Regions from separate parts of the Gossypium hirsutum genome. Here region 1 is linked to region 2. Evidence: chromatin contacts called from public Hi-C data. All regions are on one chromosome and are shown on one strand. Each heading gives the region's core, a stretch centred on a gene start, on an enhancer-like site or on the middle of the called end of the contact. The rest is flanking DNA. Distances are from core to core; before and after follow the strand shown. Region 1 holds the start of LOC107918008 (protein IQ-DOMAIN 32). Region 2 holds the start of LOC107918011 (auxin response factor 5).

Region 1 (4,700 bases), core at 2,186-4,685, 210 kb before region 2:
ACATCAAGTGAGGTTTTCCCATCATCGTCCTAGGACACGCAGAGAACCCCATTAGATAAAATTCATTCAACATTTATTTTCTAAAGTGTGCCATGGACATGAACTTTTTCCTCCAAAATTTCATATTAGAGTTCGAGTTTACTGTCCCAATGGACTTCATTAGTTACTACCACGGTGACTCGATTCACTTTATCAACTTTACGAACACATACACATTCCAGACCCAACATTTCATATCACTTTTCATGCATCCAATAAAACTTATTTTCAAGCAGAATAACTTTTATCTTAATTTAAACATAATTTTATTCCTATAATCTTATAAGTATCATATTCATACTATACTATCCATGATTTTCAATTTCCAGTTTGATCACTTTCATATAGATATACTTCAGTATGAATAGTATACATGCAAGGGTCGGAGTAGAAACTCACCTAACTAATTCAGACCTTTCCATATTGGACTTTACCTGCATACTCATCATTCAACTTCTTATTCCTGCAATACTTTGTACATATTATCTTTGCATATGCAATATCTTTCTAATGTTTTACTCGTCTACTAATTACTTAAAATTCATCATTATTTAGATTACTTACTTGTATTGTTCACATGTAGGAGTTAGAGTAAAGACTCACTTGATTCTCACTTACTATAATTCAAAATTCTAGATTCAGATATCCATCTCGAACAAGCATTAAGCATTACTTGGAAATATAATTCCACTATTACTACTCTTGTACATACAAATTACTTATAATATAAATTGCTGATAATCTTATGCAGAAACCTTATACTTACAACTCATTGCTCAATTACCACACACGAATTTATTCATTCAAAACTTAACATGTAGAGTTGAAATACTTACCTTGATGTGAAATAACCACTGATCATAACAGAATCATAACTTTTAAATCATCGATGTAAGTTACATTCAGACTTAAGAAAGGTATCAGTAAATACCACTTAAGAAAGAGGAAAAAGAAAGAAGAACCCTTTCAGAACTCATCTCCTACATATAAACATGACTCAACTTACTTAGTGGAATTTAACAAGTACTATACGTTTTAGAATTTGCCTTCTTAATGGCCTACAGTTATCGAAAGAAATATAAATAAGTACCCTTCATCATATTCATTAATCTAAGTTATACAGTTGATTTCTAACCATATTATTTGAAGTCTAACTAGCACAGTATTCCATACAAACCATACATACTATATTTTTGGCGAATACTCATTCCATACTTACCCTTTATCTCTTAACACGGAATTTTCCTTAATATAGTAGAATGTTATAAAATCAATTTTTTACTAACTCATATGGTGGTTACTATATGTATACACGTATACGCCTAATCATTTGAGGCAAATAACACTATGCTAGATAGACTATTTTACTGTTATATGTCAAAATTTTAGACCCTCTAAATTTGGGGTGTTATACAGTTACATATGGTGTGAAATTAGTATGAGTTCCTCCAATATTATCCGGACCATCATTGTCATAACCACTCTCTTCTGGTTTAGAAAGAACGGGGTATAGTTAAAAAAATAATACAATTTTTGAGCCATCTGGCTTGGCCTCAAAGATTAGATCATTATTGGTTTCAGATCCCTCTTCGTTCTCAGTTCTTTGTTTGTTATCAACACCAGCTGCACATCTAAAGTTGGATGTCCCTTCGTCGGTGCAGGTAGTAGAGAGCACATCATCTGTTCGTGTAAACCCTACGTTAAAACAAATATAACTTACGGATTCCCCACTGGTGTAACTTGATGGCATAATCGTACAAGTGTTTCCAGCATAGAACATCGATTTTCAAAAGTTGAGATTAAAAACACTCACAGAATGTTGTGCCAATGTGTTAAAGTTTGGGTTACCAATGAACCCCAACTATTGGACGGGTTGTGCGCCAAAGTTGAAATCGAGGGCTGAAATCGATGAATGCCTTTCCATTGATGATTTTGGCATTTTATGATAGGAGCTTTGTAAAAATGCTGTGAACCCACTGCACAAGTTTCATGCCACCGGAAGAGGATGTTTATAAACCCTATACATAAGTTTGAGACCATAGTCATAGGGAAAACTAAAGAGTTTTTCGATATAATAAACTTATTCTTTTTCTTTGTCTCTAGCAAAAGTAGTTCCTTAACCTCATTATCCATAACTTGTGACAAAGTTGGGAGCAAAAGGACTTTCAGTGGAGAAGTGATTGTTTTGGTGAAGAAAAGTTGAAACGCAACTCAGAGTGCCAACCATTGCTATGATTAAAAAGCTTATTAATAACTACAAATGTTACCGCCCTGACTCAAGTTTCAACTTTTTCTCCATCGTCATAGTCGCTCCCCTCTTGAAAGTCTTCTTGGCCCCAACTCCGTCACATGTTTCGAACAATGAAGTTAAGGATACTACATTTGATGAGGATGGAGAAAAAGTATAAGTTGATTATACTAGAAAGGCCATTTGTTTTTCCCTGTGATTATGGTTTCAAACTTGTGCATGAGGTTTATAAAATATTCTCTTCTGATATCATGAAACTTGAACCCGTGACCACATAACCACTGTCAACTAGGCTCCCGAGTTATACTTCAACCCGTGACCGCATAACCACCGTGAACTGGGAGCTTGAGTTGTAGTCCAATGGGCTTTTACAATGATGGTTCCATCCCCACATGACAAATGAAATATGTGGGTCTCTGAGTGCCATCACATTACCATGAACTCAAACATACCTTAAAACAATCACAATATCTACCTCAAACATAAAAACAAATAAATCTTTCTCCTTGAATTTCCAACACAAAAAAATAACAAGTTTTTAGAAACAGAAAACACGTTTTGCAAGAAGTATTTTATGTTGAAGTGGTAGCAAGCAACCTGAAAGCGCATCCTATAGGGTTTTTCTGCCCCTAGCTAACACCTCAGTAGAAAACACTTCCTGTAGGACGTGTTTTCTGTTTCTATCCCAAATTTGGGTTATTTCCTTAAATATTGGAAAAAACAGCCTAAAACCCTAATTATTTTTTAAAAACAACATTTTCTTCAAATTTACCCGCAATTATCCTTATTAATCAATAAAAATTTGTTCCCTTTTACTCTTCTATTTTTTTTTGTTTTTTATTTCTTTATTATTTATTTCATAACATAAAGTTATTAAAAAGATGTAAAAGAAAATTAAAACCTTAAAAAAAGGTTTTTTTGGAATTTTAAAAAAATATCAATGATTTAATTAAAAAGATTGAATTTTAAGATTTTTAGTAAATTATAGAAAGATGAGGTGGCTATTATTGGAGGTATTTGTCATGATTATGAGGCAACAACTTATTTGATGTACTATCATGGCTCCACAATAGTATATCTGCACATTGCTGTTATTGGATCTTTCCCCATAATCGCAGACTTGTTTTAGTATGCATGTATGTGTATGTATGTGTGAATTCAATTACACTTTTCTACAAAGCAAATCATGATATCTTCTGAGTTCAGACATCTCCTTTAGGATTTTCCCTTATAAATGATTATTTTATAATTAGAATTTGATAATTTTGTGTTATTAATCATGTAAATATAAATTTTTTTAAATTTTTTTCATTTATTTTAATAGAGAGGAAAAGAAAAGTGTGGAGTTCTGACAGCTTTCTTCTTTTTCGCTTCTCTCAAACGAACGTAACAGGAACAGTAACAGAATCATGATAAGTGGCGGATTCCAACATAAAAAGTTAATAGATTTTAAGGACTGTGTTTGAGGTCCGTGTTTTCCGTTTTTTAACCTTTGCTGCAATTTCCAATACCCAATCCACACACCAAAATATTAGACTGTCGTGTCCCTCACACACTCGGTAGAGTTAAAAAGACTTCAGAGAGTGAAGGATAGAAGAAGAAAGCAAAGGGAAAGTCAATTGAATTTTTTTTAAAAAAATGGGAAAATCCACTTCCTGTTTCAAACTCATCACTTGCGGCAGCGATTCCGCTGAAAAAGACGACGCCATTGATGTCCCTGAGGTAAATTACGGCTGCATTTTCCCCCTTTTTTTTGTTACTTTGCTTTGAATTAGTATTTCATCTGCTGTTTCGAATTGCATTTCACCTTTTAGTTTAATTTTTGGATTTGGTCGAGGAATGGGAGTTTGAAAACTTGTCTTACACCAGAATTTTAAGATCTGAGAATTCCTGCCTTAGCATTTTTTATCAGCAATGTCCAAGCTGCCTTTTTTAACTCTGATTATTTTCCATAATTTTTTAAATGCAAATAGTTTTCTCGGTATCAAGTTTCGAAACTCTCAAAGGTTTTTAAAATTTATCTTCTTTTAACTGGTTTGGTTTCATCTTTTTAAATGTGCTATGATATGAGATTTAGGGTGAGTTTGGATGGGCTTTACTTGCGATTAGTGTAAAAACAGCGGTGGCGGTGAGATTAGATACTGTAAATACTGTAGCATACACCGTACCCAATCGCCAATCCAAACCCACCCTTATTTACTTTGTTCTTCATCTGATTAGTTTAACTGCTACTGATGCCATTGGTGACTGGAAATGACTGATAAGTTTCAATTTCTGAAGTCGTAAAATGTGTTTTAAAGAGGAACTGTGAGGTTAATCCCTTTTTTTTTCTTCATATTTTTAAGTATATGCAGTGGTCCATCTTTTGTCTCTTAGATAGACGACAGTTCAATAGTACTGATATGTCCTTGTT
Region 2 (4,471 bases), core at 1,093-3,592:
CTCTACGTGGCACTGAAAAACCACCGTGTGTACTTGTATCACTTGCAGTCAAAGTTTTGCAGAAAAATTCATTAGGATGCTTGCTCAGCTTCAATCCGAAGTCTGGTATAGGGAACACATCTTTTTCCTAATCAAAGCAAAATTTTATAAATGAGAACCTTGCACATTGTTATAATGTCAAAAAGGGATTTTTCTCTTCTTTTTATCACTTTTGAATATATAGGAAATTCATAACAGTTTGGAGATGTATATTTATTCAACTAGAGAAGCTTACAGAGTTCACTGGTTGAAGACTCATTTGGGCATATATTTCGTCGGTGTCTCTGTCTGCCTGTCAAAGATTACAAAGAAGAAACATCAGTGTTTATTTTGGAAAGGATATACATGGCAGGAGCATAAAAATGACTCACATGTAATGTAACGTTATGAACTTGGCACATTAACTGAGATGGAAGATTTGGGTAGTTGGGAATTTGAGAAGTCGCCATTCTTTTAGTGGACACTGCTACCTGCTCAAAAGAATAAAGCCCTCATTAGTCCTTTGGTTCTTCATTAAATACAAAATAGAATTCACTGAAAGGCTGTAATGTATTTTTGGGATTTTAGTACAGTTTTTTTATCAGATATTATAAGACCACACTCTAATGGTTAGGCTGCTATCAAAGTGATATATTGGCTCAAATTCCTGCCAAGTTTCAGTCAAAGATGTCAAAATGCAACTCATACACTGCAATATCTTCATGCAATGAATTAAAACACCAAAAATACGCAAACATAAGAGAAAGTAAAGCAGGTTGTGAAAGTTGAATGTTTAGCAGTCATCAGTCTAAGGTCTCATTATGTTAGTGCTAAAGAATGCTACAAAATAAACAAGGCAAAAATGCAAGAAAAAGAAGAAAGGCTGGGAGATAAGTCAAAAGGGGGAGAATAAGAAGGCAAATATCAAGTGTGAGAAATAAATGCAAACCTGTTCGCTATGTCCTTGAGGAAAGTAATACACAAGACTTCCCACCTGAGGCAAGGAAACAAGTGGACCAGCACAGGCATGCCATAACTCGGAATTTATAGCCTTACGGGTACCTGAGATCAGTCAGGAAACAAATCCATCACATGCTTTCACAGAGATTACCTATTACGCTTTTGTAGACTTAAATGAATCGCCATTAATACCCAGTATTAATGACTCCTCTCATTGTAAGCTTCTATGTTGAAGAAAGCAACGTCAATGGTTCTTTCAAATTATTAGCAACATGAACCTTTGAGATATCGAATGAAAACTGAAAGGAAAAGATGAAAGAACACATTTGTGAAAAAAACTAAACCAACAAAGGACGAACCAGATTGATCTTGCATTTCTTTCAATAGCTTCATTTCCTCAAGCAGAGTGGACTGTGCACCTACATTAACCAAACCTCCTTGTTTGATCTTCTCTTCAACGACAGAACCCATCTTACTAAAACAATTCTTCCTTTTTTAGACTCTTTACCATACCCACCAACCATAAGAACTCAACGCAAAGACCCCACCTTTACATCTTCGTTTGAAAAACTAAAGAAAAACAGACCCTGGACTTCCAAAAAGAGAAGAAACAAATTCCCATTCCCATTGCTCCACCGAGTCTGAGTCCCACCCAAGCAAAATCACGTATTGTATCTTTTACAGATGGACAATTTAGCAAAGGGAAAAAGGAATATGATGAAACTCTAGGGAAAAAGAAAAGGCCCGATTGGTCAGAAAAGAGAACCTTTTAGCCCCTCTCTCACCCTCAACAACAACAAGAACAGGCAACAGCAGAACCAAAGTCCAAAATCAAGGAACAAAAACCTGCAAAGAAAAGGGAACAAACACTGGAAAGAAAGATCTTTTCTTATGTGGGCCTTTTGATATGACCAAAAAAAAAAAAACACCTCCCCCTTCAGTTAGCAGTATCAAAGCACGCCGACCATAGCATTTGAGTAGCCTCTCTCTCTCTCTCTCTCTCTCTCTCTCTCTCTCCCCCAAAAGATAAAGACCTTTCAATGAAACCCCACCATCCTCATCATCACTTTGATTCCTCCCCTCTACTCCATCATCATAAAATTAACAAAACCCATAGCTTAAAACTTGTAAATTTTCAATTATTTCCTCTCTTTATAATACCAAAAAGAAAATGAATAAGTAAGTTGCTTGAAACTAGGAAGAGTGTGCATGCTCTTATCCTGCGCACACACTTTCTATATAGGTGTGATTCCGTTGCAGCTTTAAACTTCAAACCAATACATTCTATTTATTAATATACAATAAATAAAATTACTAAAAAGAAAATTAATAAAGAAATGTCGAAAAAACAGAGCAAAGCTAACAGAACACGAAACAGTACGCAGTACATAGAGCTAAAGAGAAAATAATAATTAAGATTTTCTTGTTATTTTTTTCAAAAGAGGAGGGAGAGAGGCGCGTAGAAAAATGAACAATACCTACGTGGTAAACTTTATGACGTGGACAACAAGGATTGGTTGCGTTTTCTATATTTTATTTTTTATATATTAATTTATAATAAACAAAGAGTAATAAATAGAAAAAGCATAGCTTTGATGTACTTTTTTTTCTTTGTGTATGATATTTGACCGATCGTCGTCACGCGTGCGGTCCACGACAAAATTAAGTGAGGAAAGTGGGGCAATTTACATCTGACACGTGTTGCCTTATTTTTCTTACTCCACTGTCACGGCGCCGTTTCTTCATTTCACGTCACATACTATTACTCTATACCAACTTGCCAAGGTATGGTTTTTTATTCTTTTTAAATTTTTTGGCAAATAATTTCTTTTATATACTGCATTTATTGAAATAACTCTTAATATTTTATGTTTTTGTAAATAAGTATCTTACATGTTTTTGTGGGTAAATTTGAGGTATATCTCAATTTTATAAAATATTTAAGGTTTTAGATAATTTTTTAGATATTTAGGAAAATAGATCAATTTTAGTGAGAAAAATATCTTTAGAATTTTTTTTTGTTAGGCGTTGAAAATTTAGAAAGAGATTTAATTGTGTTTGAGGTTGACATTGTAATAGTTTTAATGTATATTTAAGTTCACGGTGATGCAATAGTATTCGGAGACCCACACATTTCATCTACCATTTCAGGATGGAACCATCACCTTCGAAGCTCATCCCATTGCAACTCAAGCTCTTAGTTCACAATGCTTATACGGTCACGGGTTGAAATATACTAAAGCTCCTAGTTGACAGTGATTATTTGGTCACAAGTTCAAGTTTTATGATACCAGAAGAGGATGCTTTATAAACTCTATACATAAGTTTGAGACCATAATCCTAGGGAAAAACAAAGGGGCTTTGTAGCATAATGAACTTATTCTTTTTATCTATATCCACCAAAAGCAGTATCCTTAATGTAATTTTCTGAAATCTATAATAGAGTTGGATGCAAAGGGACTTTCAAGAAAAGAGTGATTGTAGTGGTGGGGAGAAGCTAAAACACTAGTCGAGGTAGCAGCAGTTGTAGTTATTAATGAGTTCTTTAACCACAACAATCGTTGCCAGCCTAAAAGGACTTTCAACTTTTCTCCACCATCACTCCTCCCCTTGAAAGTCCTATTACTCTCAACTCTGTCATAAGTTTTGAAGAATGAGGTTAAGAATACTGCTTTGGTGGATATGGAGAAAAAGACTAAGTTGATTATACTAGAAAGCCCCTTAGATTTTCCCTATGATTATGGTCTTAAACTTATGTTGAGGTTTATAAAGCATCATCTTCGAGTAGCATGAAACTTGAACTCATGATTGCATAACCATCATCAACTATATCTCGAGTTATACAACAACCTATGATTGCATAATCACCACCAACTGGGAGTTGTAGTTATACTTCAACCCGTAAACGTATAACCACCGTGAACTAGAGCCCGATTTGCAATGCGATGAGCTTCTAAGGTGATGGTTTGATCCTCACAGCGCAAATGAAATGTGGGGGTCTTTGAACGCCACTACATCACCATTAACTCAAACACACCTTAAAATTATCTCACTGTCTCCCTCAAATGCAAACACAAATAAATCTTTTTGTCCAAACATTTCAACACTCAACTAAAAAACAATAATTTAGGAAAGAATTTTTTATTTTGTAAGGGACGGTGGTTGTAATGGCCTAAATTCAAGGTTATCGGAATAGTGATTTCGTAACCACAAATCTAATTTCAAGAGAAATTTATTTCAATATTTTTGCATGAAAATTGATATGATAGGAAAATCGTATGAAAATATTGATAGAAAAAAATTTTACCGATTTAGTGGTTAGTTAGAAAAAGAAATTATTGAAGAAATTGGGTAAAAACAAGATATCGGGACCTCTATCTCATAAAACCAAGTCAAAAATAATTTTATAAATATTTATGAAATGTTAGTAATGTGGTATTAAAATTTCGTTAGGAAATTTTAATGTTTGGGTAGTCAATTAAATGAAAATGAC

Evidence for each region. Hi-C and Micro-C count contacts between places; a contact is called where the count stands out from the background.
Region 1: a Hi-C map of leaf shows a contact between it and region 2, with 1.8 times the contacts expected there. The contact joins the promoter of LOC107918008 here to the promoter of LOC107918011 in region 2. A contact is called at or near these places in 2 of 34 Hi-C or Micro-C datasets (hypocotyl and leaf).

The regions. Positions count from the first base shown.
Region 1 is chrA01:22,990,689-22,995,388 of Gossypium_hirsutum_v2.1, reverse strand. LOC107918008 (protein IQ-DOMAIN 32) reads left to right here and starts at 3,435. Exons shown (of 6, transcript XM_016847494.2): 1 at 3,435-4,009. The coding sequence starts at 3,926.
Region 2 is chrA01:22,784,197-22,788,667 of Gossypium_hirsutum_v2.1, reverse strand. It overlaps LOC107918011 (auxin response factor 5), which reads right to left and starts at 2,342. Exons shown (of 14, transcript XM_041076647.1): 1 at 1,338-2,342; 2 at 968-1,080; 3 at 411-509; 4 at 275-331; 5 at 1-127. The coding sequence starts at 1,449.